4 separate regions of the Mus musculus genome follow, and regions 2, 3 and 4 are each linked to region 1. Evidence: chromatin contacts called from public HiChIP or PLAC-seq and Micro-C data. All regions are on one chromosome and are shown on one strand. Each heading gives the region's core, a stretch centred on a gene start, on an enhancer-like site or on the middle of the called end of the contact. The rest is flanking DNA. Distances are from core to core; before and after follow the strand shown. Region 1 holds the start of Shb (src homology 2 domain-containing transforming protein B). Region 2 holds the start of Tdrd7 (tudor domain containing 7). Region 3 holds the start of Aldh1b1 (aldehyde dehydrogenase 1 family, member B1). Region 4 holds the start of Tmod1 (tropomodulin 1).

The links. Hi-C and Micro-C count contacts between places; a contact is called where the count stands out from the background. HiChIP or PLAC-seq counts read pairs in DNA pulled down with a chosen protein or histone mark.
Region 2: a Micro-C map of embryonic stem cells shows a contact between it and region 1, with 4 times the contacts expected there. The contact joins the promoter of Tdrd7 here to the promoter of Shb in region 1. A contact is called at or near these places in 6 of 39 promoter capture datasets (the 3T3-L1 cell line, 3T3-L1-derived adipocytes, frontonasal cranial neural crest and 2 more), 3 of 484 Hi-C or Micro-C datasets (embryonic stem cells and liver) and 4 of 115 datasets of contacts at active chromatin or transcription factors (embryonic stem cells, epiblast stem cells, extraembryonic endoderm stem cells and 1 more).
Region 3: an H3K4me3 HiChIP or PLAC-seq map of embryonic stem cells shows a contact between it and region 1, with 23 read pairs. The contact joins the promoter of Aldh1b1 here to the promoter of Shb in region 1. A contact is called at or near these places in 14 of 39 promoter capture datasets (the 3T3-L1 cell line, the C10 cell line, cranial neural crest and 7 more), 1 of 15 datasets of contacts at CTCF or cohesin (the NIH/3T3 cell line), 8 of 484 Hi-C or Micro-C datasets (LSK cells, bone marrow-derived dendritic cells, cerebellum and 4 more), 21 of 115 datasets of contacts at active chromatin or transcription factors (the SCID.adh cell line, VIP interneurons, acute myeloid leukemia and 13 more) and 5 of 9 other capture datasets (adipose tissue, embryonic stem cells, embryonic tail and 2 more).
Region 4: an H3K4me3 HiChIP or PLAC-seq map of pro-B cells shows a contact between it and region 1, with 2.8 times the contacts expected there. The contact joins the promoter of Tmod1 here to the promoter of Shb in region 1. A contact is called at or near these places in 1 of 39 promoter capture datasets (neural stem cells), 1 of 484 Hi-C or Micro-C datasets (cardiomyocytes) and 2 of 115 datasets of contacts at active chromatin or transcription factors (cardiomyocytes and pro-B cells).

The regions. Positions count from the first base shown.
Region 1 is chr4:45,529,104-45,535,473 of GRCm38.p6, forward strand. It overlaps Shb (src homology 2 domain-containing transforming protein B), which reads right to left and starts at 1,725. Exons shown (of 6, transcript NM_001033306.1): 1 at 459-1,725. The coding sequence starts at 1,157.
Region 2 is chr4:45,970,557-45,977,130 of GRCm38.p6, forward strand. It overlaps Tdrd7 (tudor domain containing 7), which reads left to right and starts at 1,741. Exons shown (of 17, transcript NM_146142.2): 1 at 1,741-1,880.
Region 3 is chr4:45,794,822-45,801,466 of GRCm38.p6, forward strand. Aldh1b1 (aldehyde dehydrogenase 1 family, member B1) reads left to right here and starts at 4,201. Exons shown (of 2, transcript NM_028270.4): 1 at 4,201-4,348.
Region 4 is chr4:46,035,295-46,041,953 of GRCm38.p6, forward strand. Tmod1 (tropomodulin 1) reads left to right here and starts at 3,928. Exons shown (of 10, transcript NM_021883.2): 1 at 3,928-4,015.

The DNA.
Region 1 (6,370 bases), core at 475-2,974:
CTTCGGAAACCTGGCACGCAGAGTGGGACGTTTAGAAGCATTTACACACATACAGATATTCTGGGACAGCCAATAAGGAAATCTACGACCCGGAGATTCCCTTTCCCATTCTAGACCTCAATTCCCATCTGCATCTGGGAGGGGGACCACTACAGGGACCCCGGGGTAAACGAGAGTAAATGCTCTTTTAGGCCAGCCGCTGCTAACTTTACTGGGGGAGCCGGAAGGGCTGGCTGGGTCTGTCTTCTGGGTAGTTAGACGGGGTGCTCTCGCTCTGGCTCTGGGATCCGCAAGGGTGCGTTTGGGGAGCAGGAACCAAAGAGTCGGAGTCTAATCACCATCTGGCAAAATGAGCGCTGTAGCCTAGACCCCAGGATGCCAGAGCAAAGTTGATGCAAGGGATGGGAAACGTGGCAGTGCCTCAGTTCCCCAAGCGCACCAATAGCTTTGGAGCTTACCTTATCTTTCTGACCAGCTCCGGTCTCCTCGGCGGAGCACTTGTTGAGCAGTTTTTTGCCTCCGCAGGTCGTCGGGCTCCAGGTACGGCCGCCAGAGCACACGCCTCCCGGAGGGTCCCCCGCAGCGCTCGCGCTCTCCACTTTGATGAGTCGGTGCTTAGGGGAGATGTAGCGCACCTCCGCCGGCGTCGTCGGCCGCCGCTCGCTGCTGCTGCGGTAGAGGTGCGGGGAGCCGGAGGATGAGGACGAGGACGCGGCGGCGCCCGCTCCCGCCGCCGCGCAGCAGCAGCCCGCAGCTCCCGCTGCCGCCGTGAAGGCGCGCTGGCCCCCGCCGGGGTCCCCGCCGCCGCCGCCGCCGCAGTAGTCCAGGCGGCACATAGCTCGCAGTTTGCGCAGCGACGAGCCCGGCCCGTTGTACGGGTCCTCGAAGTCGCGCTCCTTCTGCGCGCGGTAGGCGCGGATGAGGTCACTCGTGCTGCCGCTGTCGTCGGGCAGAGAGCCCGACGAGGCCGAGAAGCAGGCGGCGGCCGACCCACAGGACGCCGAGGACGCCGAGCAGGCCTGCGGCACGGCCTGCGGGGGCTGCTCTCGTCGCTCGCCCCGGCGCCGCTGCTCCCGGTAGTCCGGCCTCGGCGGCTGCGGCGGACTCTTAGTCTTGCTGTTGCCCAAGCTGAAGTACTTGTTCAGCCACTTGGCCATGGCGAAGGGCCGCCTAGGGCCGCGGCGCGCGAGCCCGGTCCGCCGCCGCGGCCATTCGGGGGACAACGCTGTCGCCCAGTCCCGCAACGCCCCTGCCCCGGTGGGGGGCGTGCGGGGCACCGGTCGCCAAGTTCAAGTTCTCGCAGCCGCCGCCTCCTGCCGGCCGCCGCCTGGCTCCGGCCGCTGCTGCACAGCCCTCCGCCCCTGCCGCGCGCCGACCGAGCTTTGGATCTCGCGCCCCGCACAGACGTGTCTCATAGGGACCCGGGCCGCCTAGAGCGGAAGGCCAGGCGCCCCCCGCCGCGCACGCCCGCACCCAGCGCCCCCACCCTCGCGGAGCGCGCCCCTGCCCCGTGCGAGCCGCGGCCAGCTGCGGGCTTCTCGAGTGCACGGGGGCGAGCCCGGCCCCACTGCGGGTCGGAAAACAAGCGAACGAATGAGGGAGGCGGCCGGCGCCTGGCGGAGCCCGCGCGCCCCTGCCCGTCCCGGCGGCGCCTGGCTCTGCCGCTGCCTCTGCTGCCGCCTCCCGAGCCGCCGCGTGTGTGACACTCGGCCGCCAGAACCCGCCCAGCGCCGCGGCCCCGCCCCTTCCCGCAGGCCCCACCCCTCCGCCAATGCCACGCCCCTCCTAGGCCACGCCCCCGCGTGCAGCCAGGAACCTCCTCACGACTGCACGAGCCACCTCCTGCGGCCGCCTGGGCGCCAGCTCCGGGGTCCTGCCCTAGGGCGCCCGCGTCCTGCGGCTTGGCAGGCCGTGCCTCCCTCCAGCAGGGACTGCGGCTCTTTGAAGCCAAAGCAGTCAGCACAGTCCCTGGGGGCCCACGCGCCGTGCACTCTAGGAATGGATGTCCACCATCGAGGTGGTAGGCAGGCTGGACTAACGCACGACCTCTAGTTGACCGAGAGGACCATGCAGAGGAGATGCCCTAAAATGAGAGAGTGGCTGTCCCTCTTCTCTTTAAAGGGACAGAGACTCCGGTTCAGCTTTTCCGGCGCCGGGTCTTCGGAAAAACTCTTTATGCTAATGAGTGTATTAGCAATCCAGATGACGGATCCGGACGGGATAGGCGGCTGGGACCAGGCGGGGCACCAATCCCTGAGCAAGGCTAAGGGGAGGTCGGACTGTTTGCTTACCTTTTCACCTTCTAGGAAGTGGGGCTTTAACCCTGTTCACTGCCAACCTAGTGGAACCAGCTATGTAAACATTTAACGCTTAAGGTTGCCGGAGCTGGCGAGACTCTATTTAATCCAGAGACAGTTTTCCAGATGGAGAAACTGAGGCCCCGAGGTAGATTATACATGGATGACTAGGATCTGGTGGCACTGTGATGATGTAACTTAAGACAATGGAGTTATTATCCAAACGTGAGGAAACCCAGGCCAAAGGGGGGTAGCTTTCTGAGTCTGCTCTCAGAGGGGGTAGCAGGAGCCTTGTCAAGAACAAAATACTGCCTGAAAATGAAATAAGATATCTGCCTTCTAGATGTTAGATATGTTTGGAAGTTCTATTTGGCCAGCCCCACCCCCCATCCCCCTTGAGTACCTCTGAGCTGAAACCGTCCTTCAGAATGGTGATTTGCCAAAATAACACACTGTGACCGTAATTTCACCTGTCACCTGTACATTATATATAGGTTGGACACACTGTTTTTCCTGTGTCCTGTAGGAACAGTAACCTATCGAAGTAGAGAGCAAATCCAGGATCTGCTAGTACTGGAGGTCAGACTCTCATCCTGAGACTTCGGGACCTGGTAAGGCACAATGTGACCTCTTCCAAACTCTCCCTGCGACCTACCAGACTCAGGCTCCAGCGACACCACACTAGAAAAAGGCAGACCCATGACTCCGAAGGCTCCAATCTATCTGCTCAGCCCCACGTAGTCAGACTACTTGCCTCTCTCGTTCCCTAAGACCACTTGAATTTCCCAAACCCCACTGCTACCTGAACCCCAACAATCTCCGATAACATTCCCACTTATTTCTTACCTGAGACCTATTCATTTAGCATCCTTAGGAAATAGTCTTAAACTCTGCACACAGGACAAGGCTGAACGTTTGGTGTGTGGAGCATAGATAGGGAGAGACCCCAGAAGTTGATGCTGAGATGCTTATTTTGGGTATCCCTACACTTATATGTCTCAAATTACCCTTTAAATCCTTGCTCTGCTGCGCAAGCACTTAATCATGCTGCATGGAGGGAGGCCCCAATTAAGGGGAAAAAACCTGACCGACCAGGACATCCTCGTTTTAAGCCCCACCCCCGTCCCGCCCCCTCCCTCCAGCTTCTAGGCTCAGGAAGGAAAGGAAGCCAGATCCTGGCAGTCAGCCAGGCCACCTGGGCCAAGAAAGTCCTCCCCAGGGTCTGGAGGCCTGTTCTCTGCTCCCTGCATGTGTGCTGCACATGGAAACAGTATCTTGCTTTTCTGAAGGTTTAGGAAGCGAAGTTGTATTTCACAACTTATTTTTTTCACATTCTGCTTTCAGCTGGCCACAGAGTCAGAGTTGTCGCTCCTGTAAGGTTTCTTCTGGGCTATAATTTGCAAGCCAGAATTATTGTAATGCTATAGTATTATGCCAAGAGCTTCCAGAGTCCCTGTGTAACTGCCTGGCCCCTAAACACTGTATATAATTAACCCCAGTCAGTATCCCTGCAATCTGATCTTATTCCTGGTTTACAGATGGGGTGGCTGGCCTAAAGTGGTATTTACTTGATACAAGCAAGATGTCTCTGGGTGTTTTCCTTTGCGTATAGAGACACACCTTCAGAGATGGAGTCAGAAATAGTAATTCTGAAGAGAAACATAAAATCTTCAGGAAGATAATGGAGAAGCATCCTGCCTTGTGTTTCAGGGAGACAGATGCTTGTAGGAAAATCATCAGAGTAGCCAGAAGATGAGCTCTCTCTCTCCAGTCACAGCTTCCAGGATTCACAGAGGAGAAACTGGGACCAGTGGCAGAGAAACAGTCAAGAGGAACTGCTGTGGGGCTGGTGAGATGGCTCAGTGGGTAAGAGCACCCGACTGCTCTTCCGAAGGTCCGAAGTTCAAATCCCAGCAACCACATGGTGGCTCACAACCATCCGTAATGAGATCTGACTCCCTCTTCTGGAGTGTCTGAAGACAGCTACAGTGTAATTACATATAATCAATAAATAAATCTTAAAAAAAAAAAAAAAGGAACTGCTGTGATTGATAGCCATTTTTCTGGTTGTCACAAACCCCACCCTATGTCATGCTGTAAATAAAGCCTCCCCCCTCCCCCCAGTGTCAGAGACCCATAACAGGACTTCAGGACTTCATACTTGCTCTACTGCCAAGTTCTACTGCTAACCCCTGGTTTGACATTGACACCTCCTTTGACAGGTTTGGCATTGTCCCCTCCTCCCTGCACTGCCCCCAGTTCTCTTGGAGGATGGGGTAGGTGAAGATAGCCATATTTCAGTTTCTGCTCCATCTCTGCTTCCCCCATTAGACCCAGGGCAAAGGGCCAAACGTGGCAGCTGCTTTTTCTGTCCCTCCTAGCACCAGGACAAAGAAAATGACATTTGTAGAGAGGCTCCAAAGGATGTTACCAACTCAAGGGGTTCATCTATTCCTTATATAAAACACCATTCAGTCCACTGGCAGTCACTCTTTCAATTTTTGTTGTTTGTGGCAGGGTCTTAGATACCTCAGGCTGGCCTCAGATTCATAAACTCAGTATGCTGGTGTCACTAGCCTCAAATTCCTGTTCCTTCTGCCTCCATCTCCCCAGTGCTGGGATAACAGGTGTGGACTAGCACACCGGCCTTCTCTGTCTTTCTTTTAGGGGAGCAGGGTCTTACTATGTAGCCCTGGTTAACATGGACTCCCTATGTGGATCAAGCTGGCTTTGAACTTGACACACTTTCCTTGCTTTGGCCTCCCAAGTACTGAATGTGCACCACCATGCTTAGATAGTTTTTCAGATATTTCTGGCCATATGAGGCCTCAGAGGCACTGGGACAATTCAAATATCAGTTTTGTGTCTTCCCAGTAATTGAAACAAGGCAAGACAAGGGCAGGGCAGGAGAATGGCTAGAGAAGACCGTGGTAGAAAGAACTTCTTTGAAAAGATACCTGGGATTACATTGAAGAATGAGTGACATTTTGATTTTTTTTCTTCTTAAAGACAGGGCATCATGTAGTTCAGGCTGGCCTCAAATGCGCTATTTCTGAATTCTTCTCCCTGCCTCCTTTTCTCAAGTACTAATATTACAAGGGTGCCAATGTAGGTGACCACTGTCTTTATGAACAGGCCTCAAGGACCTCACCCTTCACTTGCTCAGTGTGGAGCCTATAGTCTTTCCCCCTGTTTAGCTCGCTTAGACCTTCTGCAATGGCTCTTGGATGGTGAAGGCAGGAAGATTGATAACTCAAGGGCATCCCCAACTGCAGAGTGACTTTAAGGCCTATTGGAACTACTTGAGACATCATCTCAAACAAAACAAAACAACACCCAAGACAAATCCAGGAAGAGGCAGAGGGATTTAGGCAGAGGTCTCAGCACTAGTCAAAGCAGAGACTTAGGACAGGACACGGGGGAAGCCCCTGGAGCAACTAGTGGGCAGTGTAGTGTGAGTATCTAAGGGTTTGTGAGGTATGGGAAATGGTGGGTAACAGGGCAAAGATGGGCTGCCCATTAGAAAGAGCTCTGCTGGGACTGGTGAGATGGCTCAGCGGCTAAGAGCACTGACTGCTCTTCCGAAGGTCCTGAGTTCAAATTCCAGCAACCACATGGTGGCAGACAACCACCCATAATGAGATCTAACACCCTCTTCTGGTGCTTCTGAAGACAGCTACAGTGTACTTATGAACAATAATAAATAAATCTTTAAAAATATATAAAAAATAATAAAAAATTTTAAAAAAGAAAGAGCTCTGCTTCCAGACAAGGAAAAATGGAATTTCATCTTTAGGTGGGGGAGGGGGGAGATCACTTGTGATCTTTGCTAAAATAAGGAAATTCCCTAGTTTTTTTCCTGCATTTCCTGAAGATCATTTGAGGGAGCCCCGTGCAGGATGCACTTGGTGGGGTGAGTAGATGTTAGGCAGAGCAGTCACTTAGCTTTTCTTACCCTGTTATTGCATTTGCCTATGCATGCTTTTAAATATTAAAAAAAAAATGTCATCAGGATGACATCTGGTACACAGAAAGTGCTCCATTGCTCTGGTTGAATGAATAACTAACGCTGC
Region 2 (6,574 bases), core at 491-2,990, 440 kb after region 1:
GAAAACTAGCTGCAGCACATGACTTTTCTTTGTATATCGGATACAGCAAAGGGGGGGACATATCTATAAGCATAAAGGACCTCAGACTTAGGGTTCATGCACATTGTTTCATGATTTATTTTATATACAGAATTCAGTATTGCCTAATTCCCTATCCCCACAGCCATCCTCTCAGTTCACTGATGCTGTTTTTACCCTTCCCTCCATCAGAATGTGGAGCCAGGGCATGTCAGAGTATTATTACAGAGTCCAAATAAAGAGCTGGCTTTATTCTAGGTCTCTGGAAGCCACTGTCATGTTTAGTTTAGCGGACAGGGCAGGGAGAAAGACATCTGAAACAGACTGAAATAGAATCAAGGCAATGTAGAGAATTCTGTTTCAGAGACACTTCGGCAGCTTTAGGCAGGGACCAGATGTGAGATTATGAAAGAGAACAGTGTTCAAAGAACACCCCTGGTCAAAGCCTTAAGACAGAACCTACTGAGCACAGGATATCCGGCTTTTCACGATCTCCTTCCAGTCTATTCATCGCCTACTGCAGCTTCCCAATGAATGCAAAGTTCCTTAAGCACAAGGTTTATAGGCCCTATACACTGTTGCTATTTGTCAGCAGGTATTGAGTCTGTAACAGTTAATTGTCTGCTCACCCACTGAAGGATGTTTATGCTATCTCTGTGTCTTTAAGTATTGCAAGCAAGGCTGATTTAAACATCCTTGTACGGGTCTGTGATGAATAAGCCCTTTCCTTTCTCTTGGGTCAATACCAGGGAGTGGAAACTCAGGGAGCCAAGGTTATAAAGTACTAGTGTATGCAACGACACAGAAGAGTCTCAATAGAATTCTGATGAGTGAAGAAAGCCAGATCCTCCCCCTTAATGACAATACATATGAAATAATTATATTTATATAAAACTCCAGAAAAAGCAAGAGCTCTATAGTAAGTAAGTGGGCACTTACAGGACTAAACGGTAGGGAATGAGGCAAACATTATAGAAAGAGAGAGAACTTTGAGGGTGTGGCTATGTTCCTCATGTTACTATCTGTGATTGTTTCTCTGTTGTATGCATACCAAACACATGAAAGTGTACATTTGAATCGTGCAGCTTATAGTATGGCAAGTGTACCTCAAACTGTTAAAAAAAATTGCTGATTGAGTAAGCAGCAGCAGGCTTTCAGCAAAAATATACAGAATGATGCCAAGTTTTCACAACGGGTTAAAGCAATCCAGCATTAAATAAATGTTAGTGGAATTACCGTGGAGTGAATAAATAGCAGCTATTCAACGTGTTTTGAATGAATTAAAGAATTTGATAAGTATTTATTTTATGCTTATTATATACTGGGCAGTGTTCTAGGATCTCTGCCCTCAAACAGCTTTAGTTTTAGAGCAGTGGATGAAAGCAGCGTTGTTACACACGCGTGAAGGGTATGTGGCAAAGCATTTTAATATAGTCCCCCTCCTCCAAAGAGTGACCTAGAAGACAGCTAAAGACAGACTGTCTAGAAGATGAAAAGAAGTATTGAGATGCTGAAGAGAACGAACTTTGTGGAAAGAGAAATAAATCCACACCCCGAGCGTCAGGACGGCGTGCGCACGCGCAGAAACCGCTAGGCGGCGTCGGTTTCCCTTCTCACACGCGGACCTCGAAGTGGGCAGCCGTGGCCGGAGCGCCTGCGTCTGCGCAGAGCTAAGCCGGCCGGCGAAGGGGCGGGGCGTGGTGCGACGGGGCGTGGCCCAGAGGGCGGGGCTTTAGGTGATTCCCAAGCCACGGCTCAGGCCGTGCGGGGAAACCGAAAGTGGGCGGCGGCCGCCCTGGCGGAGGGAGCGGAGGGAGCCGGGCCCAGAGGCGCGGGCTTGGGCCGCGGGTCCCCGGGACGAGGTGAGCTCGGTCGGGGCGCGACAGGTGCGGGCGACGCGGGGCGGGCTGCGGGACGGCAGGGCACGGGCAGGACAGCGGCTGGGCGCGGCGCCTCAGGCCCGGGCCTGGTCCCCGCCGTGGCGGGGTTCCAGAGCGTCGTGCGTGACGCCCCGGGACGTCCACCCAGCCGGTCGCGGTGCAGCAGGAGCTGCAGAGGGGGGCGTGGGAGGCGCGCAGCTCTGAGCAGGAAGTAGCTCCCGGTCAGGAGCAACCGGCCTCGGCCGCCCGTGCTGGGCAGCGGTACCCGAGCTCTGCGCAGTTGTGCCAGCCCCGCGGGCCACACTGCGGCGGCCTCCGCCCTCGAGACCGGCCGGTGCAGGCCGCGCACATCACACAGGACCTACACGTAGCCGTTCCTGTCAACCGTGAGCGCTGGGGAGGAAACAAGCATTCACGGAGAAGTTGTCTTGGAAGTCAAGTGGGAGCTGACAGCCTTTCTGCTCCTGTCCGCTTGAGGGTACATTTCTGTCAATATCCAGGGCTACCACTACCCAGTCATCTTGGGGAGCAGGGAAGAGAGGTGTGTATAGATGTTAAAGCCCAACCCCAAAGGATTCTGATACCAACACCACAAACTAACCGAGAAAACCACGATTCGTGTTGGTGGTGCCCACCTATGCTCTGCAGGTGGACGTTTGCAGAGAAGTGTTCTTGGAACTAGAAACGCCTTTAGTGGCAGAAGTGTAATTTAGAACTAAATCCCTGTCTCTTCCCGACCTCCATGATGTGGATGAAAATGTGGCATTCTACAGTGCGGCCTTTGCAGATAATGTATTGGAATCTGAGCTTCTAAAGCTTAAATGTAAGGTCGGGAATCAATTGCACCTCTGGTCTCTAAGTCTGCTCAAGAACCGAATGGGAATAGCTAACTGACCCTTTGAAGTGTTCTCAAGACAAGATAAGTCTTTGGCTCATAATAATAATCTTCTAAAGAGGCTTTCTATTTACCCAAACTGCCCATATTTTACAGGTTGGGATTTCAAGGTTTTTGATGACAGGGACACGCAAATTTTTAGGATAAGTTAGCATATAGTGTAGACTCAGCTGACGTAGGCGAGCTTCAGTTACATGCAAAGGACTGTGCTGGCCATAGAGCCCGCAGCTCCTCAGCCCTTCTCTTTGGTAGATTTTCTCTTTGCTAAGACAGTGAGGCAGCACTTGGCAGTGCCTTAAGATTTTAGTCCCTGTGGATTGAAAGTGGAATGTAATCCCTGCTAATACCCTTTTAAATGCGCCACATGAGACTGGCTGGGTGAGCTATTGTGTTGCATCTGGAGTTTAAAGCTCCTAGAAGGATCGCTCTTTTTAAGTTTTCTAATATTTGTTGGGTGTTTAATAGAAATGTAAAGAAAATGCACTTTATAACTCAATTCTGGGTGCCTGTTTTATGTTTGATGAAGTATAAATAGCAAAAATTAAGCTTTGATGTAGAGGAAAATATCTGGATGCTTTCATGAGTCAGGAGTTTATCGTTGCTTGGAGTGAGTTTGACTTTCTTATTTCTATGAATTTGCTTTTTCTTTGTGCCAAACTTGCTGTTTCTTCTCTTCATCCCGTCTCTGTTCTTCATTGTTTCCAAAGTTCCCCCATGAGGCCAAAGATGTCTTTTCAAACAAACAAAAAGTTGGGTTTTTTGTTGTTGTTGTTGTTTTGTTTTTTTGTTTTTTTAGTTGAAGTATGTGTCAGTCAGATAACCCAGTGTGATTTCCAGTCAGACGTAGTATTTCAGTCTGTGCAGCTTTGTCATGAGCAAGCAAACCTATAATGCCCATGAGAACTTTGAAGCTCATTACCTCTTCAAAGGATTAGAAGAAAGCAGAGAATCAGTGTGTAGTGAGAAATTTGGTTTCTCTGGGAAAAAAACAACAACAACAAAAAAACCCAACCAAACAAAAAAACCCAACCAACACCCTCCCCCCATCCACAGAAATATTATAGGAATATGTTTTTGTTTTAATCCCAGGTGTGGCATGGGGGACTGCTTTAGATTGTCAGCAGCAGCTCAGTTGTCTCATGCTCTAGCAGGGGTGTGATTTTGCCAGCTGTGGATAGTTTCTGCAAACATGTGACATTTGGAATTCTGGGGACTCTTGAAAGGGTATATAACTGTTAGAACCTGGAGGTAGGCAGGCATGGTTGCAGCGGCTGCTGTGGCTACTGCTCCTCTTCCTCCTCCCATCCCTGCTACTCCTCCTCTCCCCCTCCTCCTCCTGCTCCTCCTCTTCCTGCTCCTTCTTTCTCCTCCTGCTGCTGGTTGCTACTACTGGTTGGTGGTGGTTGTTGTTGCTCTTTGTTGCAGTTTGTCAAGTGGTCCTGTGCAGAGACCAGAAGAAGACATTGGATATCCTGACAGCAAAGATTAACGCCCCAATCAGCAAGAAGTCTAATGACATCACCACCCCCTTTCCCCTCTAGCCTTCTTCCTCTCCTACCTATTGTTGGGGAGTTGGGAGGGTGGAATAGGGGTGGAGAAGGGTGGAAGGAAAAGAAACCCACATAGTAGTAGACGTGCAGCTACACCAGTGGCTCTTCCCTTATTCATTATCCTGCACATAAAAAAGGAGACCAAAATGAATTGCTCAAAGAGGCAAGGGTGCTCAGTAGTTAGAGGTAGGGTTGAGACCCAGATCCCTGACCAAATCATCATGCTATGTAGATTCATAAAACTAGTTAATGAGATACTATGTAGTGGCCAAAATAAATAATATGAAATAACGAAAAAGAAAAACTGCTTCCTAAATACTTGGAAGGAAGATAATACTCTTTCTTTTAAAACTGGCTATAGGTAGACTTATTTAGGTTTAACAAGTAGACTGCAATTAGAAGGAAAACAGCCCCATAAGCTTGCACACAGTGCGTGTGGTGGTGCATACCTATAATCCCAGCACTCTGGAGGCCAATGGAAGGCTGCATAGGGAGACCTTGTCTCTAAAATTAAAAACGGAAAGCAACCCCACACACCTTGTAATATGGGAAATTGCTGGGTAAGGATCTTGGATAAATTCCTCCCCTCTCTGAGGCTGTTTATTGCTTTGTAAGATGAAAGGCTTGAGCTAGCCTAAGTGATGTCTAAAATTTTCAGCACACATCCTGAGGCTTTTAGATCCCCACTTGTAAAGCCCCAGAATGTGTCTTTCGGAGAGAGCAGCAGTCACCTGAAGTATATACTTAAATCAGTGGTTCTCAGCCTTCCTAATGCATTCCCTCATGTTGTGGTGACCCCCAACCGTAAAGTATAACTTTCATTGCTACTTCATAATTGTCATTTTGTGACTGTTATGGAGTCAGGATGCACAGACTGAGAGCCATTGCAGTAAGACAATGTTCAGATGTTTCAACATTGAGTGAGTAGCTGAGAAGCTAGGAGAGTTTACCCTAATAACCTGCTGTGTTTATTTGGGAAATTCGAATTCATGCTGGGAAAAGTGTTGTGGGAAAGACAAGACAAGTGATACAGTTAGAAATAGTTAAAAAAGAGAAACTTAACAGGAGAAAACCTACAGATGAGAGCCATACTAATGTCACTGTGGTTAGCCGATAGACCCCAGTCACCATAGGACACAAGAGGCATACAGATGCCTGCCTGTGGGATACTCAGTCCATGGTGGACAGCATCAGAAAACATCTGTTTCAGATGCATCAAACTTCGGGCTGTGTGGTGGTGCCCATCTGAGCCCCAGCACTGAGAATGCAGAGGCCAGAGACTCTGAAGTTGGAGACCAGCCTGAACATCATAATGAGAACTAGTCTCAAGCAAGCAACAAAAAGTCCACAAACTCTTCAAAATAAGACTTTCTGAGTAATTTTCTAGTATATTAAAGAAAAAGGGTAATTTTATAGAATATAGTTTTGAAACATAGTGAGGATCGTTTTAAATCATGTAAATTGTTTAAATTTGTGTTTGGCAATGTAGCTCAATGGTAGAAGGCCATGGATTCTGTGTCTGTCACCAAACACACGCTTAAATTTGATTTCCAATACTTCTTATGCAGCATTAGTATCATGGGGGCTTGGCAGTGAAGTGTGTGGCAGAGAGGAAGAGAGAAGGATGATGGATCTGAGAGGCAGTCAGGCTCACCACTCAGGATCTGTAACATGGAACATTCTCTTGGGTTTGTCACTAGGCATGTAGTGTTCTCAGAAAGAAAGGTCTAGACTGGAAGGCAGGAGCAGGAGGGTTTTATTCTGGCTGTGAGCTAGGTAAAAGGTAAAGACTTCACCATGGGCCTCACTTTCCTCACTTTTCAGAGTCACACTTTTAGAGATTTATTTATTTTTATTTTATGTGTATGAGTGTTTTACTTGCATAATATATGTATGTATGCATACCCGTTGCCTATGGAAGTCAAAAGACCATTAGTTTCCCTGGAACTGGAGTTATAGGCAGGTATAAATTGTCATGTGGGTGCTGAGAAAAAAAATCCAGGTCCTCTGCAAGAGCAGAAAGTCCTCCTGACCTCTGAGCCATCTCTCTACTCCCAGTTTCTTCTTTTTTGATACGTGGTAGAAGATGTAGTGCTCATTTGTGTTAGTGCACAAATGTGCACACAGGCATGAATGGGTATGAAGGCCAGAGGTCAACATTGGTCGTCTTTACTCAGTCATTCGCTATCTTATTCTTTGAGACAACCTCTCACACTGGTCCTGGAACATGC
Region 3 (6,645 bases), core at 2,951-5,450, 270 kb after region 1:
CAGGGACAAGGAACTCATCTATGCAGGTTCCAACACCTCAAGTAGTTAGAAAATAGAAAAGGTTGGCCGAGAGTCAACCAGCTCTTGTGCCAACAGAATTAATTTTCTTATTTCGGGCGTGGTTGTACAGGACAGAATTAAAGATACCGTCAGTGTAGACTCGGATAAAAACTTGTCGTAGGTGTTTGAGACACAGTGAGCTGGCCACAGTGCTCAGAGAGATATGCTTAAGTATGAGCCCATAGGGTTAAATATCTGCCTGGGGAAAATAAAGGGTGTGAGAAAGAAAGAAATAAAAAAAAAAATAAAAAAAAAAGAAGAAGAACTTCAGAGGGTTACGGTCTGGTTTCTTGGAACATGTTTGAGGAAATAAAACTGACACTGTATGCTTTATGACTTTGAAATAAAGTAAATACAGAGAGGCTTGAGCTATTTGGGGCCATCTCCTGTACATCAGGCTGGTGGTCATCTCCTTCATTGTGCTGACGTCACACTGCCCTGGGGGGGGGCAAGGCTTCATGGGGGCGGGGCGGGGGGCGGGGCGGGGGCGGGGCTTTGGACTGGAGCTGGACTCCAGCAATTCACTTTGCTTCTGACCACAGTCCCCCTCCCTCCTCTCCTCCCAGTCCCACCTTCACCCCGCTTCCCTACACACTCCCTCCCCTTCTCTAGGTTTTCAGAACCATTTGTATTTTAAAATGTCTAGTCCCTGCAGAATCCCTTAGCCCAGTTGCTCATCCTCATCCCAGCACAGAGAATGAAGGTGCTGGTGCGGAATGAGCCACAGCGTTCCCGGGCCTTCTTTGTTTGGACTCTGATCTACACACAGGCGGGCGGGGGAGCTGGACTCTTCAGTTTCTTCTTAGACATATAAGGCTCTAAAAGGCTGAGGAAATTGCTCCCCTCCCTGCATCAGCCCAGAGCACTCCCCCCAACCCCCACAATTATCTTGTGCAATGACTCCCCCAGAGGCTTTACTTCCTCCCCAACCCCCAGTCCTGTCAGCCAAACACTGTCGGTGCCCCCCCTCCCCCGCGCCCCAGTACTTGTTACAGGGTTTTTATTAAAATAAATAAATAAATAAATCCCTGAAAATGGCCAGTCCTTTACAGAACTAACTCATGTTTTATCTTCAGCCACTTCGAGGTCATCATCACCATATCAGGAAGTGTAAGTCTGAAAGCCCGCTCCATTAGTGTCTGACAGTGTATGAGAAAGCTTACGTTCTGGCCAGGTTGTCAAGAACCTCGGTCTAATCTACTTCCAGATGTGTCTCCTCTCGGTTCACGATGCTACTGAGAATCTTGAGCTATTCTGTTTTTGTACCTTTTCTTTCTTTCTTTCTTTCTTTCTTTTTTTTTTTTTTTTTGTACAAATCTGGCTCTTTTCACAGCGTTTTATTTTTGATTTAGATCTTGAAGCTGTTCGCCTTTCTTTAGTTCTCATTGTATTAATTTAAATCTAATTTTTAAAAGTAAGGAAATGTTAGATTCCTGTTTTTGAAATGTGTTTAATGCTTTTACAACAGAGCCAACCACCTTGGTGGATTCTGGTGCCCACCAGTTTATGAAGTGTTTGGGGTAGGAGCGCTGTATGGAATTTAAACACAAAGCATTCACAGAAGAAGTCTTTTTCTGGAAACATTATGGTGTACTTACAGAGTCCACAAAGAACTCTTAGGTCTGCCCATAATTTCTAAGCATGGCTACACAGCTGAACATCAGACATATATGGGGAACTTAAAAAATATATATATATCCTTGGCTCTCACCCACACCTAGTGATTTTGGATCCCTGAAGGAAAGCTTGGGGGATGACAAATGCTCCATTTCCTGACGCAATTCTGACCCTCAGCTGAGTTGGGAGCCCCTTGCCTAGCTGATCATCATTTGATGGTCCCTCCTGTAGGATTCTGGGGAATTAATGCCTATCGGTAGGGATGTCTGTGACTCCTTATTCTCCTCCAGTGTGGAGAGCATCCACCTTTCAAGGCAGCCCTCACAGTCCTTAGCCAGCTCTGTTTTGTCTGGTTGTGTGTGGGGAAGGGGAGAAAGATGGGAAGTTAAGGGAGAGTGATGGGAAGAGGCAGAAGCCGCTCCCCCTGGGATCTAGTCTGCAGGCGGGCTGGCCGAGAGTCAAGACACAACCTGACAAAAGCCAGACTGCCCACAGAAGAGGTGCCTGTTTTCCTGGACACTCTTAAACAGGATGTTCAAAACAACCAAGAACTCTGCAGGGCCGGGATGTCCATGGCCTTGAGCGGAGCTGTGAGCATACCCTTCTCATCTCTAACTCTGAGCAATGCCTCTTGTAAAACCACCTGACAGCTTCAGTTACAGGGACAGGCTTCAGGTCAAGGTCAATATGTAGACCAGCTCATATTTTAAACTAAAAAAAAAAAAACAACCCCCAAAACAACAACAAACCCTAAAAAACGTAATTTTAAAACTTTGCTTAGTCTTTTTGCCTTCTTGTAAATTATATATTTTGAACAAGGTAACTTAGAAACCAGAGTCACTATCTATCTATCTATCTATCTATCTATCTATCTATCTATCATCTATCTATCTATCCACCCATCTATCTAGAGCCATAGTAAAGACACCTAACTAAGCCAGACTCTTCCTTGAGAAGCCCATATCCACACTTGGGTATATTTGGTCCTTTTCCTGTGCGTGTGGCGTGTCTCACTCACTTAGATAAAGAGCAAATAGTAACACTTACCGCCTTAAACTCCTCCTCTGCTGCATCGTTAAGGGTTCAGCTCTAACTGAGTGGAGCTCCCTGGGCGGGGAGTGGGGGGGGCATTTCTGGGTTTTGTCTCCTCACCGGGGATTGTATTCAAACTTCACAAGTACTGGGCGAGCTACATGCCCAGTTCCTACTATGCTCTGCCAGGATGTTTTTCTTGGGGTGCCCCATAACCTCCCACACACTGGTCTGGCTTTGCCCTCTGGCACTCCACAGACCCTGCCTGATCTGGACTTTCAGAGACTTGGTGTACATATTTTGTTCCTTGAGTTCTAAAGGGAGAATACTCCAGATTTTTCAGTCACCTGGATCTTGTGCCAGCCTTTCTTAGTGACTCCCTAGTTCTGTGACTTCCATGGAAAGGTCTAGAAGAGACGCTCAGAGTGTAGGTGGAGGGTAGGTAGAATTTATCACCCAGCAGTAGGGGATTGCACAATAGCCAAAGGGACCACGTGAGAGCAGACAGAGGTCAGAGACCACTGCCACTGTGCTGACCATTTGTGAGTGGGCTTTTTCTAGAGCAGGTAGCTGTTTCTAAGGAATGTTTTCTGTCTGGGTGATGGACAGGTCTATTTGGATTCACTCTTAAAGTAAGGAAGAATGGTATGTCTTGTTTTTTTTTACCAGAAAGCTTGAAGGGAGGCAATAATCTTGCTGAGGGTTGTTTAGATAGTTATCTATTAATGACACCTCCACCCAAGACAGTACAGCATGTTATATCTCTACCCAGGATAAGAGCTATGACAAGATCACACTCCTTTGACCAGTAATAAAGTCCTGCGATTTCAGATTCAATCCTATAAGCCATTGGTTATGAGAGTGGTGTCCTTCAAATCCACTAATCTGTAACTAGCTACTTAACACCGCCAGGATTCTTCACACAATATGGCAGCCAGCCTAATCCCCGTGTAACTCACTTCCACTGTCTTTCTGACTGCATTTTAGGCTGTTTTTTTAAAATGCATGTTATTTTAAAAATCTTCAGTTCCTACAACCCCAACCCCAGGGTCTTGGCCCAACTGTCCACCCTCAGCTCAAAAGCAGAGACCAATGGTCAATGTAGACTTTATAAACAACATAGCCCATTTTGTTTGGAATGTATCCGATCTGCTCACGATTTTGGAACAAGAATTTTCAGTACTGTCTTAGTAAAACAGGCTCAGGAATGCTGATCCGCGGCACTCTATCAACAAGGTCTGTCAATGGTTGATATTTAAGGAGGGGTCCCAGGATAGAGCCGGGCATGTGATCCTAGGAAAACCCCACCTCTCTCTGGGTCCCTCTTTTGATTGTCAAAGGAGTGTCCTTAGGCTCTCAGACTTGAGATGCCTGCTCCAAAGAAGCCAAATCAGAATCCTCTGGAAGGTGCCTGATGCTGGACCTAAGATTAGGCTAGGGGAAATCAGGGTGTTGAGCCGAGATCCCTCAGTGGTGGGCGGTGCCGGGAGCAGGCGGAGCTTAGCTGGTGACGGAACCACATTGGCTGGCTAGCGGCTGAGCGAGGCGGGTCCGCACGGCTGCTGAACTGACCGGAGAACGCTGATACTAGAATTTGAGCCTGAGCGCGATTCGGAGCCTGAGCCCCAGACCACCGCAGGTAGCTACCGCCGCCCTCCCTCCGCACTGGGGCACGCTACGGTCCCCGAATGGCAGGTCTCTTCCGGGTGCACTGCTGGGTTCTTTCCACGCCGCTTCCTATCGGGGAGACACTGGATGGGCTGGGAGAACACAGAACCACCCAAACCTTCTCATCTTGGTTCCCATCTGGGGCTAGAGCCACTGGCCATAGTGGACAGGCTAGGTCTAAGTGTGTGTTCCGGGGTTCTGACTTCAGGCCTTTCACTCGGTGGACATGAGTATCTGATATTGGGAGGAACCACAAAGCTAGGCCTTTGGGAATCCAAATCCAAAGATGAGAGAGTAGTGTCCCTGAACATCTGTGGTTCCCTCTAGAGTAGCCATCAAAATCTGTTCTACTCAACCTGACGGGGACAGGGAGGGAGGCTGCTGAATTTACAGTGAGAAGATGAACCGCAAACTGTAAAGCTGGATAACCTGTGACCAGAGCTTTGTCTTTTCTTTTCTTTTCTTTTCTTTTCTTTCTTTTCTTTTCCTCTCTCTCTCTCCCTCTCTCCCTTCCTTCTTTTCTTCCTTTCTTCCTTCCTTTCTTTCTTTCAAGATTTATTCATTTCATTTATGTGAGTTCACTGTAGCTGACTTCAGACACACCAGAAGAGGGCGTCAGATCTCATTACAGGTGGTTTTGAGCCACCATGTGGTTGCTGGGAATTGAACTTCGAACCTCTGGAAGAGCAGTCAGTGCTCTTAACTGCTTAGCCAGCTCTCCAGCCGGACCAGAGACTTTTCTATGTGCAAAATGAAAGCAACCACTTGGACCCTGTGAAGATTCTGAGCAGCAGAGCCTTGGTGTGACCTAAGAGCAATTTCACACACACACACACACACACACACACACACACACACACACACAGAGAGAGAGAGAGAGAGAGAGAGAGAGAGAGAGAGAGAGATCCTGGTCTTTTGGTTACAAGGACAAAGCAGATGTCCTTGATGGGCCTGCTGGCTCAGGTTCCCCTGGGAGGGCTTTTTTCTGGTCAGCATTGATTTCTGTATGGCTAAGGACCTGGTGGGATCCTTGCTTTCGTGGATTAGGTTTTTTTTTTCTTTCTCTGCACTTGGGACAGAGGGTTGAAAGGGCCTGGGATGGGAGTGGGGGTGGGGGTGGGGGTGGAGGTCAAGGATCTGGGCTGGTGCAATTACATTTTACTGCTGGGTGGAGCAAGCCTCCGAGTGAGACAGAAAAGACACAAGGTTTCTATTCCTAGCCAGAGATTAACTGTGTAACTAATCTAGGAAGTAGAAACACAGTCTAACAGTCGTTTATGCAATTTTAGATACATTTACATTTCATCATGTTATCATGCTGTTTTAGTAAAGAAAGTCACTGCTGTTTTAGGTGACAATAAGCAGACCTACCTCAGCTGGTGTTTGACTTGTACCCCAGAAAACTAAGCCCCGTCCCACTGTTCTGGGGTTGGGGGGCTCTGCCAGGTTGGTTTCTGAGACCTTGAGTGTTCTGATGTCTGCCAGAGTGGAGTGTCTCTGGTTTTAGACATGGAAGACCCCATTCAACACCACCCCAGGGAACTCTACATTTGAGGGAACTGGGGTCCCAAGTCTCTAGGGTCCTTGCTCAGATCTCAGGGCAGTTCCTCAGTGGCCCTTGTGGGAATCTTAGTGTGTTTTCCTAGTGTGTCACTCAGTCAGCAATAGGTCTACCCTAGGACCGGACATGGTCATAGAGGTGACTCTGACGAAAGAGCAGAATTAATAATTATTTGCGTTGTTTGCGTTGTTGAGGCAGGGTCTCCCGCTGTAGGCCAGGTTGACCTTGGACTCCCAAGGGCTTGTTTGGTTATCTCTGTGGCTTAGAGCATCCAGCTTGCGGAGCGTGAGAAGGGCTTTGTGTGTGGTTTAGGCCAGAACTAGGGAAAGAAAGGTTCTTGGTTTCTCTTGGCTTTGCCTGTAGCCACACTAAAATCTTATTAAAAAGATAAAATTCAAGCCAGGAGGCGTTACAGTGCAAATTTTAGCTGTGACACAAATTATCGGATTGGTGAGTATCTCCTGACGCTGCAGGGTATTGTCATTCTCAGAAGGGGGGCTTCCTGGAGAAATTCTGATCCCTCAGAGTCCCTTCCCTCAAGGTCTGCCACGCTAGCGGGGCATAGAATGACAGCAACAAAAATCCCTGCCTCAGAGGAGCTCATCCTACTAACGTGCTTAGGGACAACGATGCACAGGCATGTAAGATCGTACAAGGCGAATGAGACTGAGAAACATACTTTGGAGGTTCGGAGGTCAGCTCCAGAG
Region 4 (6,659 bases), core at 2,678-5,177, 510 kb after region 1:
TTGTCTCAAATTTAAAAAAAAAAAAAAAAAAAAGATTGTTAGTGTGTATGTGTGTTTCTTATTTCATGTCAAATGGATCAACGTAGAAGTCAGGGAAACGTCAGGAGCTAGTTGGTTCTTGACCCTTTCATCGTCTTTAAGAATTGAACCCAAGCCATCAGTTTGGCAACAAGTGCCTTTCTTTATCTGCTCAGTCGTCTCATCCGCCCTCACCCCAAACCTTGTGTGGCTTATCATTGTCCAGCCTCGAGGGCCAGGCTTTCTACACTCTCCCTCCCTGGCCCTGTCCTCTCCAGTTGTCCTTTACCCTGGCTTTACCTGGACCTTCCCCTGGAGCCTGGACCCACTTGCCACCATCCGGAACTACTGACGTTGCAATAGTTGCAGTGATTTGATTGTTCCCCTCTGAGCTGGCCCTGGTCCTTTTTTGAAAGGTCTTGCTATATAGTCCAGGCTGGAGATCCTCCTGCTTCCAGAGTGCTGGGATTACCCCAGGCGTGGCTCTCCAGTGAAATGTGAGCATGCCTCTCCAGGTCCTGGTATCACTGCACCTTAAGAGTAGACAGCCAGCTAGTTGTCTGTCTTAGTCATCTCAAGTATGACGGCCCCTTGGGACAACTCCTAGCCATCTCTTTATCCAGTAGCACACCATGAATACCTGCTCATGGACGGATGACTCTTGAATTGTACTGCCTGACAGCATGCATACAGTCTGTACTCCCACCCTTGCCGATTGCTGGCTAACTGGTTATGGGATGTCACAGCATCATGGAACCAGGAAGAGGACAGACCATTTTAGATTCTGTAACTGTTACATGATCACTTCTTGTGTCATCCACATAGACAGAATGACATTTTGGACAGTGCAGCATGTGCTGGCTTACTGGTGGACAGACGGGCGAGTGGGTGGATTGTAAGCTTTAGCTGTGGTTAGGATGAGGTGGAGAAACCCCCAGACTAAGGGCAGAGCACTGGAATAATAAACACATTGAAGACATCCTGAAGTTCTTAATTAGAATCTTAGCATAGACAGCATAGATACAGGAGGCGTGGGAGCAAAGCAAAGTCAGGCCTTACCCAGGCTGGTGCCTTACCCAGGCCTGAGTGGAAGGTGAATGTCTGGGTTGAGCACATTGTATTTGAACTAGTAGACTGCTGGGAAGATGCTCAGAGGCTATTGGGAATAGGAAGTGAGTGGACTTCAAGGAGAAAACCAGGCTGGAGACAAACTTTCTTAAAGTCATCTTTTTATTTGAGAAAAACTAGGGAAAGCAATACTAGAAAAGAAAAGACCAGGACTTTTAAAGCTTTCCATCTTAAATGTATAAAAAATATTCTGGCCAGCCGGGCGTGGTGGCACACGCCTTTAATCCCAGCGCTTGGGAGGCAGAGGCAGGCAGATCTCTGAGTTCAAGGCCAGCCTGGTCTACAGAGTGAGTTCCAGGACAGCCAAGGCTACACAGAGAAACCCTGTCTTGAAAAAAACAAAACAAAACAAACAAACAAAGTATTCTGGCTTTTAAAAAATGTATTTTTAAATACTCATGAACACTTATGCCACTAACTAAAATAATTGTTTATTATGAAATAAAAACTCTTCCAAAATAGCAAGATTTAAGAATACTTATGCCAGTGATTAAAATAATTATTTATGATGAAATAAAAATTTTTCCAGAACATAAATGTTTGAGTTAAGGCAAAGTCATGATTTTTTAAAATGTTTTTATTAGGTATTTTCTTCATTTACATTTCAAATGCTATCCCAAAAGTCCCCCACATGCTCCCCCACCCACTCCCCTAACCACCCACTCCCTCTTCTTGGCCCTGGTGTTCCCCTGTACTGAGGCATATAAAGTTTGCACGACCAAGGGGCCTCTCTTCCCTGTGATGGCCGACTAGGCCATCTTCTGCTACTTATGCAGCTAGAGACACGAGCTCTGGGGATACTGATTATTTCATATTGTTGTTCCACCTATAGGGTTGCAGACCCTATTTAGCTCCTTGGGTACTTTCTCTAGCACCTCCATTGGGGGCCCTGTGTTCCATCCAATAGCTGCAAAGTCATGATTTTTATAGCCATGTCTTTCAGCAGCAGAAAAGAACACAGATCCCTGAATTGTACACAACCAAAGGAAGCCTTTCCTATTTCCCTGACTTAAACATTTCCATTCTTAAAGCATTTATGTTTTTTGATGGAAGGATAAAATTAGTGTGATGTGAGGTCGCTTGACACACACATGAATTTAGCCACTAGCCTGTATTGAAGTCCGGAGTCCATTCCCAGTGGACCAGAGCCCTGCCTGTGAGAGACTAAGGTAGCAAAGTACCAGACACAGCTGGCAGAGCACCTGGGAGCCAGAGACAGCTGTCTTTAAAAGGCTGGAGGAGAAAGAGCAAAGTGGAAGGATACGCACTGTTGCATATTACATATGTGGTATATGGTATGTGTCCATATTGTGTTGATATATTGGGTATTTCGGTAAAAATAGGCAAGAAGTTTGAACGAACACTTCACAAAAAAAGAAAATCCAGCTGGCCAATAAACAAAAAGGTGTCAGCAAATGTGAACACAGGGCATTGGTGTTGTGGATCAAAGCCTCAATGAATGCGGCTCCTCTCTACCAGTGTAGCTACAATGTAGCAATTCTTGTTAAACCGAAGTGGTTTAACTTAAGTGGGAACCACTTGCAAGTAGCATTAATCCTCTGCTCATCTCTCCTAGAGACTCAACTCTCCAACTCAGCTTCCTGCAGACCATGAGAAAGAATAATCTGAGCCACACTAATATTCTGAATTTCCACTACTAGCAAAGTACACTTTTAAAATAGGATGCATTCATATGGAAATACCATATTATGTTCATATGGTAAATTCGCTGGGGATGAAACCTATAAATTGAACAGTAGGAAAGAATGGTGCGTCACAAATTAGCCTCAGCAGCGAGCAAGAGGCACCAACCTGACAATAAGGGCAAGACTTCTGGAAGGGTCCACAAAACAGTGTCTTAGAAGGGAGAGGTGGGTGACTGGGGAGCGGGGTCAGGCTGTTGGTTGGCTTGCACAGGTGTTCTTACTATAAAATTCAGAAAGCTACACACTAATATGTGCCCTGAAAGTATTTACACCCACAACAAAACGCTTAAAAATAAGTCCTTGGGAATAGTAAGTCCCTGCTTTGTTTAAAAATACACCCCACTTCTCCCTTGAAAAGGACATTCTTAATAGGGCGAGGGTTTTATAATACAGTAATGCATTAGGAAAATACTTTTCAGCGTTTCTCCTTAGGCATCTAGGAATTAAGATTTCCCTCACCAAAAAATACGGTAGGATAATCCAACGGAGATGTTCCCTGTGCCTGTTTGGATTCGTTGGTAGGAGCCGTTTGTTTATTGAAACACTTAAAGGCTTCGGTTTGGGTTTAAGTGGTTTGTTCTGGAGAGAACACATTAGCCTTTTAAGAAGGAGGAACTTTCATTCCGATTATTTTAAGTGGTGATTTCGGACGCTCCAGTCTCAATGCTGTGTAGGGAGAAGGCGTTCAATTCTGCGTTGGAATTGCACGTCCACAGATGGTTATTAAGCCCTGGGCCCGTGCCAGTCCTGGCCGAGGGGACAGGTTGCCTCTTCAAAGGAAGCTAGGTGTAGCTGTGCTGACTTTACTGGAACATTCTAGACGAGAGTAAAGATCTGCGCGACTTTGTCCAGATACCTCCAACGTAGCATAAAATCAAGTTGGAGAAACCGAGAACAAGGCAGGGAACCACACATTCCCCTGCCTCCGGGGCTGGGGTGGCCCTAGATCCTAATAGCGAGTGTTGCTCCCAGGCCGGGGACCGCGCAGCACCCTGTCGCCCCTGGTAGAGCAGGAGGGCGGGGAGGGCGGCGGGTTGGGGCGGGGCGCGGTGACAGCAGAACAGGGCCCGCCCCCGGCTTCCCACCCGCGGCCGCCAGGGAACTCGCCAAGCCCCGCGTTCCGCTCATTGCCGCCGCCCGCGCTCGCGCCACCCCGCATCCCGGTAAGACCCCCCGCCCGCCATCCCTAGGTCCCCCTCGGCCTCGCGGGGCTCCCTGCCGCCGCGCCGGGGCGCAGCCATATCTGGGCAAAATATTCAGCTGTCGCAGCCGCTGAGAAGGGACTGAGCACGGTTCCCTCTATAAATAGCCGCCGCCTCGGGTGGCCTTCGGGGATCGGGGTCCGGTTCCCCAGCCTGATGATCGGGTCGCTGGCGCTAAGCGTCCCTGCAGCCTGATGCGCCCAACCCTAGTCAGGGCGCCCGGGGCACTAGACCTGGTCTCCCGGGGACCTTGGGAGCCGCCCGGGGTGCCTTGGGCATTGGCACGTTGTGAGCTGGTCACGAGCCCTCCTGGGAGTCTGGGGAGGAAGGGGATACACGCTCGGGGGACGCTGAGTCCTCTGAGCACCGATCTGGCCGGCGCCTGAAAAGTTTCCCAAACTGCTGGAACTAGCTGAGGTTTAAAGCACCAGCTGCGCTTGCCTCGCTGCGCGCAACCAGGTAGAGGCAGGAGGCCACTGGTTGTCTCCAGTTTGAGGGGCGGCCTAGGCAACCCTCCTTTCTTTTCTGGATCTCGTTTTCCTGTTTGTAAGGTGAAGTTAGGGTCCTTCAAAGAGATGGTACCCGGGGCCACGAGAGTGGCCAGGGCGTGCTCTGAACTGCCTACACTCCCCTGCACCTGTTCTGCAGTTTCAGGCAGGGTAAGGATGCTGAGGACACAGCTGCAAAAGTCAGAGACTTTGGTGGCTCTTGGAACTCAAATCCTGGCCTAGGACCCACTGTGGCCCTCGGAATAGCCTGGGAAGTGTGCCTGGGGTGTTTGGGAGCATCTCTAGGCTGAGTTGCTAGCAGCACCTCGGCAAAACAAGTGACCAAATGAACTGGGCAGGCTCAGGCAATTCAGTTCCCTGTGTGGCACCTGTGATAACTCCCTTAACCCGGAACCTCCCCAGCTCTCTGTTTAGTTACCTCTCTCAGCTTTCCCCATGAGATTCCGAAGACCTGGCAGAGCCAGACTCTAAACCCAGATTCTGGGTTCTTTCTTAGTGGGGGCTCCCTCCCACAGGGTTTATCTTTCACCCTGGGTCCCACTGTTGCCCCTGTAAGGGCTTCAGAACCCTTTGCTCAAGGTCATGCCAACCCCCACTGCAGTCTGCTTGCCTTTCCTGTCTCTACCGACCTTTCCTGGCAGGTTTGGGGACTCTGCACCCCTCTTTTGTGATCTGCTAATGTCTGGGACTTTCCCAGGCTGGAGTAATAGTGTGGAGAGTCTAGTAATAGATCCTGAAGATCGCTCCGTTTTCTCTAAAGCTATCTCCGGGCTTCACAGATAAATGAGTGAAAGGGGAATCACCCAATAGGAAGATTCTCACCGACTTCAAACCTCACAACAAACAGGCAGAGTGAAGACAGGGCGCCTGTCACTCTGGCATCTGCTCTCTAATGAGCTAGCCTTGCAGTCCACGGTTTAGACAGCCACTGGCTCTTGGGTGCCTCGCATCCTAAGTGGGAAGTTAGAGCCCTCTAAAAATAGCCCAGCCCACCTTATCAGAGTCTCACACCTTCTCTCCCTTCTTGGGCAGGGCTCTTGGCTGCAGCTTAACTACAGAACACAGGGACTAGGTGGTGTCAGCTCTAAGCAATAAAGGGAATGGCCAGGAGTTCAGGCCCCTAGCTCCAGCCCCGGCTCTGTTACCCACTCAGTGTGACCTTGAGAAATGACCTTAGTGGACAGGATGGTCTTTAGTGGCGCTGGAGTGCAGAAGAGGCAGGGCTGGAAGTCTTCTGGGAAGCCCTCTAGCTGGAGAAAAAGGAAGTGCAGGGGAGATCTGGGGCACCAGATCTGGGATGAGGACCCCAGGAGTCCAGGTGTGTGTGTGTGTGGGGGGGTGAGGGTAGAGGGGGCTGCAGCCTTCCAAGAGCCTAGTGGAGAGGTGGGCACAGTTACTACACAGGGATAGAATGCTGAGAAGTGTGGAGACTCCGTCAGAATCCAGGGTAGGCATTGGGGACTTGGTTGCAGCACAGCCGAGCATTAAAAACTAGGATTGGCTGGAGACCAAGCTGGTGCCCTCAGTTTCCCCCTGTGTACAACAGGGCTAGCCATAGTGGACACTTCATTCAGGCTGTGATAGGAAGTGATGATGGGCAAGCCCTGAGCTTCGTTAGACCCTGCCCAGTACCTTGTGAGGATGTGGTTAAGGAGACAGAGGCTGGAGCTTAAGTAGAGACAGCTCCCAACTCTCTCAGAGCGTAGATGAGAAAGGCAGTCAGAGCTGGGGCAGAGGGCAGCCCTCAGTGTTTGTGACATGGCCAGCATAAGTGGTAGAGGCAAATCAAGGGGCAACCACAGAGTGTAAGAGAATCTGAGGGGTGTGCCCATGGCAGGATTGAGGTCCTTCCTTAAGAACATGCCATATGTCACCAGCTTTGCAAGTGGCTTTCAACCCTCTAGACTTTGCTGAGCAAAAATAAAGGGGGGGCTTGGGGGTGGGGGGGAGTTAGAATGAAGCAGGCTCTGGTCTGGGCCCCTGTGTCCCCTGGCTGACTCAGTATCTGTGAGCCGTGAAGGGTGAGCTGACCCTGCTCTGGGGGCCCCATGACCTTGGCTTGCTAACTTCTGAGATGATGTCATCTATTGATGACT